Regions from separate parts of the Gossypium arboreum genome. Here region 1 is linked to region 2. The links are chromatin contacts, called in public Hi-C maps. All regions are on one chromosome and are shown on one strand. The core of a region is the stretch at or near the end of the contact, and the rest is flanking DNA. Distances in the headings are between cores, read along the strand shown. Region 1 holds the start of LOC108475797 (zinc finger protein JAGGED-like). Region 2 overlaps LOC108474477.

Evidence for each region. Hi-C and Micro-C count contacts between places; a contact is called where the count stands out from the background.
Region 1: a Hi-C map of leaf shows a contact between it and region 2, with 2.8 times the contacts expected there. The contact joins the promoter of LOC108475797 here to the enhancer-like site in region 2. A contact is called at or near these places in 2 of 5 Hi-C or Micro-C datasets (both in leaf).

The regions. Positions count from the first base shown.
Region 1 is chr3:11,030,368-11,035,692 of ASM2569848v2, forward strand. It overlaps LOC108475797 (zinc finger protein JAGGED-like), which reads right to left and starts at 2,089. Exons shown (of 5, transcript XM_053026206.1): 1 at 1,660-2,089; 2 at 1,467-1,555; 3 at 970-1,104; 4 at 658-736; 5 at 1-540. The coding sequence starts at 1,661. The coding sequence ends at 84.
Region 2 is chr3:10,768,219-10,773,245 of ASM2569848v2, forward strand. It overlaps LOC108474477, which reads left to right. Exons shown (of 6, transcript XM_017776414.2): 6 at 1-582. The coding sequence ends at 278. Among protein-coding and RNA genes, the nearest start is that of LOC108474477, 8.6 kb to the left of the region's middle. Within about 2 kb of position 1,918, at least 1 of the 2 cell types and tissues checked has an H3K27ac peak or open chromatin away from gene starts, as enhancers often do. A contact at or near this core is called in leaf, where this site is marked.

The DNA of each region.
Region 1 (5,325 bases), core at 839-3,338, 260 kb after region 2:
TGGGCGCTGTGTGCAAACCAGATAAATACTTGATAAACATAAGAAAAATCTTTCTAAAGGAGAAGATAAAGATGAAACAATTTTTAGAACCCATCTTGAAATCGATTGGTTGGATGATCCAAATGCTTCTGTGTCACGTCTCTAAAACCAGAAGCTACTCGTCCTGACCCGATCAAATCCGCTCCACGGGTTGAACCATGACCGAACCCATTTCCTACTGGGGCTCCAATGCAAGTGTAATTAGAGTCGGATACACCCAGATAGTTTAGGTTTTGGGGATGATATTGTGAATGTGACAAAGTGCTGCTTCCGAGGGCATGTCCTACATAGTAGTCGTTGACTGAGTGAGCTGGGTATTGGGGAAGGTGGGAGGAGCTGAGGCGTGAGGGCGATGGTTGTAAATATGGTTGCGGTGGCTGTAATATTGGAGTTGGAGGCATCAAATTTGATGAAGCAGAAAACAATCTTGGTGGGCAAACTGTTCTAAATGGGAGTGTTGGATCACCGAGATTGCCTGCGGGATGGTAGCTTGGATGGTAGCTGCAGTCATTGGAACATCAGCAACCGCAAAATGAAGTAATAAAGGATAAAGATGAAAATTGGAGTAGCAGAAAAAATCCGTCTCTATACATATGTGTCAATCTTGAAGGAACATACCCTGGATTCCCTGGGGTGGCCAAGTTATCGTTACTGAAAACCAGCTGCCGAGCCCGGTTCAGTGTCTCTGTCTCCCTTTCTGACCACCCAACAACAGCAATCAAATCAAATCAAATAAAATAAAACACTAGTGTCACAACCAGACCAAGAAATTCAGCAACAAAACCAGCATATATAGTTTTCATCAAGATCGATGTGACCAAGCCATCGTCATTATAACAACCTTTGACGAATCCCCAAAGTGTGTAAAGATAGTGACCTAGCTAATCTACCTCAAAAACCATGTGGGAATAAACAAGTGAAATGACTTGCCTTGGCGATGGCGGTTCATGTGTCCCCCAAGAGCTTGAGATTTGCAAAACTTGAGCGAACAAAACCTACATTCATAGACCTTCCCGCACTCATCTTTCCCATCCCTGCCGCCGCTTTTCTTTGTCCTATAGCCTGCTTCAAACAACACCAATTAAAGCTCTTCCCACGACACCATTCTTGCCCCAAACCCCCAACCCTAATCCATCCAAACCCAACAAAAATTATTTTAAGTTTCAAACCCTCAATCTCTTGCTCTTTCCTTTTCCACCTCTTCCTTTTATATTAAACTTGTGCTCCTTTTGAAGTTTATAAACACAGCTAGGCCACTCTATATAGAGTGTTGAAAAGCGTGAAGCAAAAGAAAAAGAAAACATATCTTTTCTGTTCAAATCTAGGACGAGAACCAGAGTGTGTGTATATATATGTGTGTAAATATATTTTCTTCATTGTTGTTTTATTCAAGGCTTATTACTAATATCATAGTAGCAGATATATACCAGAGGACCCTTCCTCAAACACCTGTTTACCATCCCTAGTGTATTCGTCGGGCAAGTTGTTGAGGTCTAGGGGGTTCTTCTCAGGTCTCCTGCAAAACCAAAATAGAAAAATCAATTAATTAGGAGATGGTAGAGAAAGACAGTAAAAAGGAAAAAAAGAAGGAAAAAAAAAGGGGTAGAAGATGAAACCTACATGGATGGTACCGACAGAGAAAGACAGGAAAAAAATATGAGGTGAACAACGTTTCAGATGGGAAGATAACTAAAGCTTTAGAAAATTGTAAGACTTGAGTTTGGGACTGCAATAGAGAGGGTGGTTGAGTGAAGGTGGAGAAAAGGAGCATTGAAAGTTCTCTATCAGTTTCTCTGCCATCCTCTTTGGACTCATCTCCTCCCCTCTTTCTCTCTCTTTATCTCTTTTCTCAATTTGAAACAACAATAAGGGACAGTGGCTCTCGCAACTTGAAATAGGAGATGGCCAGTATTTGTGTTTATCAACTCTTTAGTCATTTGTTGCTACTGATTTCGTTGGTTTGATAGAAACACGTTTGCCCTTTCGAATGCAACTCTATTATACCCTACTAAACTATTTCCATCAAAGATAACCCAAAACTTCAAAAACGTTCAGAGATCGTAAAGTGTTAAATGCAATATATTACATTAGTAAAGTGTTAAATGTAATAATAAGATATATTGCATTAATTTAAATTCAAACCCTAAAAGTATATTGTTAGGAAATACATTTGCAAACTCTAAAAAACTTAGTCTTTATAAACCAAAATCAAACATAAATTGCTGTTCACAATCAGACATGCATATAAGAAAATGGAAAATTGAAGGACATGGTTTAGAGTTGAAGATTAAGGTTGGGAAATACTCATAATGTGAAGAAGTGGGTGTGGTAAAAGTTTAATGGTTGGTCCCCATGTAGGTTGAAGGGCTTCCTGGGCAATATCATTGTACCCTGAGCTTTGCCATGAAACAATGAACTGTTTCTCTATTTTTATCTTTTATTTATTTAATTTGCGCAGCATGGAACAAGGAACCGTTACTATCAAGATCTCATTATCAGGTTTTTTGTGATCTAAGTTGGATGTAGACTGAACCCCACAAAGTGTTGTTTTATTCTTTGGAACTCCCTTCGTTGCTTGATCAATGCCCTTCACTAAAACCAATATTTTATTTTGGTTTATTTATTTATTACGTGTAGAAATTAATTGATATGTTGTTCTACCATGCAGCTACGCTTCTTTATTTTTCCTCTATTCTGTAAACTCTCCCAATGCCTTCTGTTAATGCGTTGGCTCGAATTCTACTTAGTACATTTTACGTTTGTTAACGCATAATATTATATATGAGTCTAAAATTTTAATTAAATTTGTTTATATTTATAAATGATTAACCTTAAACTTATTTTAGACCTTTGAAAAATATATTTATATTATTTTTAATTTAATAATTTAATATATTTTTATTTATTAAAATTTTATATATGGTCACCTTAACATTTTTAATATTTATATTATAATAATATTATATAATTTTTGTTAAAGTTCAATTTTTCAATTTAATATTATGCTTAGATCTTGAAAGTTCAAACTCGAGTATGACTCATTTTTAAATATGTCTAATTTTTTACATATACTTATTTTTCGAGCCAAATTTTTACCCATATCTATTTAAATTTCGGACTAAACTTTGAATTTAAGTGAACAGATTTACTCATATGCAAACTATTGGAATTAAAGATGGTTGGAAAAAAGAGTGAAAAAATATGATAGAAGTTTCATTTTACTTTGTTCCAAATATTACCTTTTAATTTATCAAAGCTATTAAAAATACAATTTTAAAACTATGGTCAACATGGTTAGAGTATTTTGTTTCTATTTGGTTCAAAATTAAAGTTCAATTAAAAAACTACTCAAATAAATCTAAATTCAAAAATATCCAAATAAAAAAATTAATTTTCAAAATTACAAAATTATCATGACACACACAAAAAAAAGTCTTTTTCATTATTCTTTTCATTTGCGAAAATAAATAGAGTTAACTATATAAATAACCATTCAATTATTAACGGTTTTAGTCACATAAGTTCAAATATTTTTATTTTAGTCACTAATATTATCAAAATTTAAGATGTTGATCATTCATCAATTAAATTACTAAAAATGTTGACGTGACATTTTATTGGTATAATAACAATTTTAGCCTTATATTGTTTACAGATTATATCAATTTGGTACTAATTAAAAAAATCAAAACGTTCTATAAATTTAGTCTTAATTATAAAAAAGTAGTATTTAAATTTAAAAAGTAAAAATTAAAAATATTTAAAAGTTCATTTTTCGATTAAAATACATACAAAATTATAAATAAATGAACACCCATTTTCTCCTTGTCAAACATGAAATTCATTTATTAAAATAATAATTTTATAAATAAAATAATTTTCTTTAAAAACCTCACTAACAAGACTTAAACTAGATTCAAACTTCTCTCTCTTGTTTTATTTTATAAATAATAATTTATTTATTATATGTCTAGCTTTTGTTCCTTAGTCCTCACTAAATTTGCTGCGTTTGGCATCACCTTCACTCACAACCACTAGCACCAACAACCCTTTCTCTAAACTCCTCAATTTTCACATCCTTCATTATTGTGTCATTGACCTAGGAATCAATTGTAGAGTTGCTGGCATCGCCTTTCACCTACTAGGTCTCCATAACCTCATCCTCACCTATATATTCCCAAATGCCTGCCCTTAAGTACAACCTCATATGCAACAAACTCGTTCTAGGCAACTACCTAAAGACATCGTTTCTTACCTTTTTCAACCTCAAACTATAATTTTTGACCCAACGTGTAACACCCCAAATCCTAGAAGTTATGACCGGATACTGAGGAATTACATCGACTCATTCAAAGCTTTTGTTCTAATCAAACTTAGTGCATGTTCCAAAATATAAAATTCTGGCAAAAACTCTCATAGATGATTTGAAAAACCAAAGTTCGAAACACTTATTTAAAGCCTAGAACTCAAATCGCCTTTTGAAAGTACAAATGTTGGCATATCATTTTCAATATTAAAACAATCATTCGTTAAAAACCATAAATTTTATTTATAGAAATACTTAAGTGACTACTTAATCCTGCAGCGGAAAGATTATCAAAACTTTAGTTTTGAAAACCGTAATCCATTTTTTGTTAACTCATATGATTTTGTAGTTTTATGTTAGAAAATATCAAATACCGACAAATAAAAAATCAAAATCGAAACCAAAATCAAGCCCAAAACAAAACCAAAACTGAAAACTTAGTCCAAAAATCAAAAGTCCGAAAAAAACTTAATTAACTAAAAATAATCAAACCAACTTAAGTGTAAAACCAATCTGAGCTCCCGCACACCTTTCGGCCTAAGTTGGAAGTTAACCTGAAACGTATTAAGCAAACAAATGAGCTAGAAGCGCAGTGTGTGACTCAAACCACAAACATAATTTTATTTAACAAGCACATATGTAAATGTCATCACAAAATTTTACTTATAATGTACAAATATCATATCAAAATGTTGTATTACCAAAAATATATATCATATCATTATGTCATATTTCCAGAACATATTTCGGATCGGGATATCATATTTTCATAAACATATATTAGACCAGATTGTCAAGTTTTCAGAAACACATATATTATTGCAGAATGCCATATCAAACCAAAACAAATGCAAACACAGATCCAACCCCCATCCGTTACACACTAACTCCGTCCAACCAATCACACCAGTTAGGACTACAAGAATCTATCCATCCAATCACACCGAGTCGTGATGGTATGCCACTCATAATGGTGCAGT
Region 2 (5,027 bases), core at 668-3,167:
TTTTGCCTGCTGATGCTAGGCCGGCATCTCAACACCACCAAGTTCCCAGCCACGTGGGTAAATTGACTAGAAGTGAAATTGAGCCATCAGTGAAAAATGGTACTGCCGGTCCAATTTCTGACATTAAAACAGAGACAAATTCACGACCATCTGATGTATTGGAAAGAGCTCGAGCTGCTATTGCCTCTGCAGAGCGTGCAACAGCAGCTGCACGTGCAGCTGCTGAGCTGGTGAATGTGAAATTTGGTTCACTGAAGCTACAAGGAGCTTCATCATAACGTGTCGGTTGTTCAATCGCATATTCTTTTGATTTTCTCGAGCAGTGTCTACTAAAAACACAAGGAAAAGAAGGGGGAATTTCAAATATAAAAGAAACTTTGCTATAGGTTAAAACAGTGAAGTAGTGATATGGAAATCTTGAAGTTTGCATGGGGGAATTTGTAATGCTTCTACCATCGTATCATATTCATTTGTCATAGTTTAAGACTAGATTGTAGATTTTCCAACATTGCATATTGTCAGGCATTTGAGTTCCCAAACCAACTCATAAGCAGATTTTATAAACTTAATACTGTTTCTGAAGTTCTTTAAGCGTTAAGGATCATGTTTTAGCACCTACTTTCTGAATTATAAATAGGATTCTTTTTCATCAGTTACTTATTATTTTCAAGACGAATGAAGATTAGATTGTCTAGATTCATATTTTGGATTTAACGTCAACCGAGACTTTAAATCCAACTTATGATGGTAAGGAAATCTTTGAGTAATCACTAAAACGTATATTGAAAAATATTTTATAAAAAACAATTCGACTGAATCGTAAATCTAAAATTTCCCATCTTTGTAGAAGCATTAAAAAAATAACAATTTGCATGCCAAGGAAGTGCGTATCAAAATTGGAGAGAGAATAAATACAAATAAAATCTGAGATATTTGGGTTAATATCTAGTTTGCCCCTAAACTTATCTAAAAATATTTAGTTGATACTTTTTTTTTGTACTTGAATTTGTATTCTACCACTCAAGTTAGTACTTCTCCATTAACACTATTAGTTTCTATTAACGTGGCATTGATAAACAATCTAGTGTTGACACATGTGAGAATAATTTTAAAATTTTTAAAAAATTATTTAAAAATAAATAAAGTAATAAAAGAGTAAATTTTTGTTGAGGTTCATTCTTGATGTTATACCTTTTTAAATTAATTTATATATTTTATATATTTTTTTAAATTTTAAAACTTATATCTGCTACGCAGGCCCGTTCTTGACATTTGATGAAGCATTTATGATGAAAAATTAAAAATCTTAGGCATTTAATTAATTTATTTTAGTTTGAAATTTTTTTCCCCACATTAAAAACTGATTTTTTGGGCCCTAGGTAGCTGTACTATCAAACAATCCTAAGGCCGAGCCTATTGCCATGTGGGATATTGAGAGGCTTCCACGTATCACCTACAGATTGGTTATCAATGCCCCGTCAATATAAATTAACATTGTTAGTGTAGAGATACCAACTTAGGTGATAGAATATAAGTTCATGTACCAACTAAATGAAAAAACAAACTAAACATTAAACTAAGTTTTTCGGTGTAAAAAAATCAAAAAGGAAGCAACTTTTTTTTTGTAGGAGTTGACCTTATCCATAAATATACCAAGTTTACTTCAATGGGGTTACGTTACCTAACCAAGTACAAGGTGGATCATACTTGGACAATCTAAAAGTGCACTGCTCAATTCCAAAATTACCAAAAAAAGAAAAAAAAAAATTGCTGCTCTTTGAGTACTTAGGAAAAATGTCTAACATATATGTGTATATATTTAAATTAGGTCAGTATATGTTTAACATATATATTAGGTTAGCAGTTTGCAATATCAGTAATCTTATATTTAGTAACAAATTTTTTATAATTTGAATAACTGAATTAGGTGCCCAACCCATTACGTCGGCAGGCTTACCTATTGGGTTATATATAGCCTAGCCCATTAGATAGGAAGCTCACTTACTATTGCATTTGAATTATTAATTTTCTATAGAAAAGTGTTATGGAAAAATATACGTTGATGTACCGTTATTCAGCACTTATATTAGATTTAATTTATGTTATTTTTTTAACATTAATCTCCTTATAGTTTTTTATTACATTTATTTTTTTATATAAAATCTAGGACTGTTCATAGCCCATCCTCAACTATTAAATAAGAGGATAATGTACTTCAACGCACTTAAATCTACGCCCTCCTGCATTGATAACAATACTGATACCAATCAAAACTTAGACTCACTCAACCAATTTATGTTATTTTCACTACTCTAATTTCGTGACTAATGACTTATATTTTAGAAACAAACTAAAAACTTTAAGAGAAATGTTTTCCATCTCAAGTCTAATTTTAATCTTCTTAATTTTCTTATTTCCACCCAAATTCTGTCATATATTATACATATAACATTATAATATATATATATATATATATATATATATATATATATATTATCTATAATATTCATAAAAGTACGAGCTTGAGAAACTTTTTAAACCAATAAGAATATTTTTTTTATTTTTCATTATATTACTAAATTAATATTTATAAATAATTATAATCAATTTAAAAAGTGGAAAAATATATCATAGTAGAGATATTAAAATAAAATTTCTAATAATTATAATAACTGTAAATTTATTAGTTGAAAAAGAAATATATTATAATAAAAGAGTTTTAATAATTATCTTATAGATTTAGATTTAGTTAAAAGTATAAAAAATAAGAAGAAGTCTACAAAATGAATTAATATATTATATTTATAATAAAATAAAATTTTTGAAAATTATATTAAATTTAGAAGATGTGCTAATTATATTATATTATAGATTTATTTTTGTAATCTAATTTAGATTTAGTAGTTAAAAATAAGATACTATAATTGTTTTAAAAAAATTATGATATTTCTATAAAAAAATTATTGTAGTTATATTAAAAATATATAATAATGATAATAATAATATAATTTAGATTTATTAGTTATAAAATAGTATATGTATGGTAATTCTATTAGGAAAAGTTGTGATATTTTATTAATGTAAAATAGAGTTATATTTTGAAAATAAGTCTAATTAAAAAAGGAGTTAGCATAAAATAAGGATTTATTTAGATTAATTATCACTTAATTAATAGTAGAGTTATATATCAATTAAAATTTAAGTTTAGCTCTATAAATAGCATTTAGTAATTTAACATATTCAATCAAGTGACATCAAACAAGAATTGCCCATAAAAATTGAAATTTTTAGTATCGCATAAAGAATGGAGCGTTAAAGACATGATTCTTAGAAGAGAATAGAAAGATTATTTTAATCGATGATAAGATAATATGATCTGTTATTAAAGAATTTTATATTGTGTAAAGCAAATACTCTTTAATTAAAAATAAATTTTAATCATTATTATTAAATAGTTTTTGTATTTATTATGAAAAATATAATATTTAAAAATTAATTAAATATTAAATGCAAAAATCACGTGACAATAAAAACTAATATGTATAAAGTATACAACTATTAATTTTATAATTTGTTATAATATTATATAATATATAGCATATGATATGCATTATGGTATACTATAATGTGTGATTTAATAACTTCACCGTATAAAGTTACTACGAATATTAATTATCCTCACTAAATGATACATTTAAATATACATATTTTTACTCCATATTTAGAGCTATTTCACTAAACATAGATATTATAAAAAAATTAAATCAATATCTTAATTTTTTTCTTTTCAAGTTCCATTCTTATTAACATTTTTAAGTTACGCGTGTTGTATGTGAATGCACATATAATTATTTTTATAATATTACTGATAAAAATTATAATTAATTATAAAAATTAATTGGTTAAACTTGACTAAAATTTGTGTATAACTTTAACCATATTCTAAAAAATTAATAAACTAAGGCCACGTTTGGTTCAGTGTAATGGAATAGGGTTGTAATGGAATAGAACTGTAATGGAATAGAGTTGTAATAGAATAGAACTGTAATAGCAATTCAATTGTTTGGTTGAATGAAATGGAATAGAATTATAATAATATTCTTGTGTTTGGTTGAATGGAATAAAGTTGTAATAGCATAAGAAAAGAAGCTGAAATGACCAAAGTACCCTTAGAAGAAATTTTGTTAATAGGATGATTATTGTTATTAAATTTAATAGGATTATTATTAGATATAATTTAATAAAAATAATAATACATAATTTAACCCTATTTTAATAAATTTATTATTAATTATAATTTAACAATAATAATATATAATTTAATAATATTCTTAATATAGCAATTATTAAAATATAAATTAATAAAAATAATATATAATATTACAAAAATAATATACAACCTACTTTATTATTTTTAAAATATAATGCATATTTAATGTGTTAGAATATTATTAGCAAAACAAATAATTTAGCATATATATCATAATCTCTATGTTACTTAAAGAATAATTAAAAAGAATAATTTAAAGAATATATTGTCTCAAATATTTTTACTCATAGATGATATTGATATACAGAAAAAAGAACTAATGAAATTGTTATATTGTGTATATATATTTTAACATATTTTCGTTAATTTATTTATGCTGCTAGACGTGTATAATATAAAAATTTCATGTAAAATGAACAATAAAGATTTAAATTTGTAATCACAAACTCTCATGCAACTTCATTTTTACATGTGCCAAACTTCACAAAGAACATTGATTGAAAGTATCTATTCACAAAGAATAGCATTAAGGTTCCTTTAAAATATTGACCGAGAGTATTCTATAGAATCAAATATGATAATACAAGACTATTTTAATCTAATATATATTAATAAAATTATTAAACATATAAAGCTTCCTCGCATCAATGACTGAATGTATTTTAGAAGCTAGAAAATACAAAGCAAGAATACCAATAGATGAATATACTTGAATAACATGCAACCATTGGCTCCTCTTCTTGAAAATTTGTAAAGC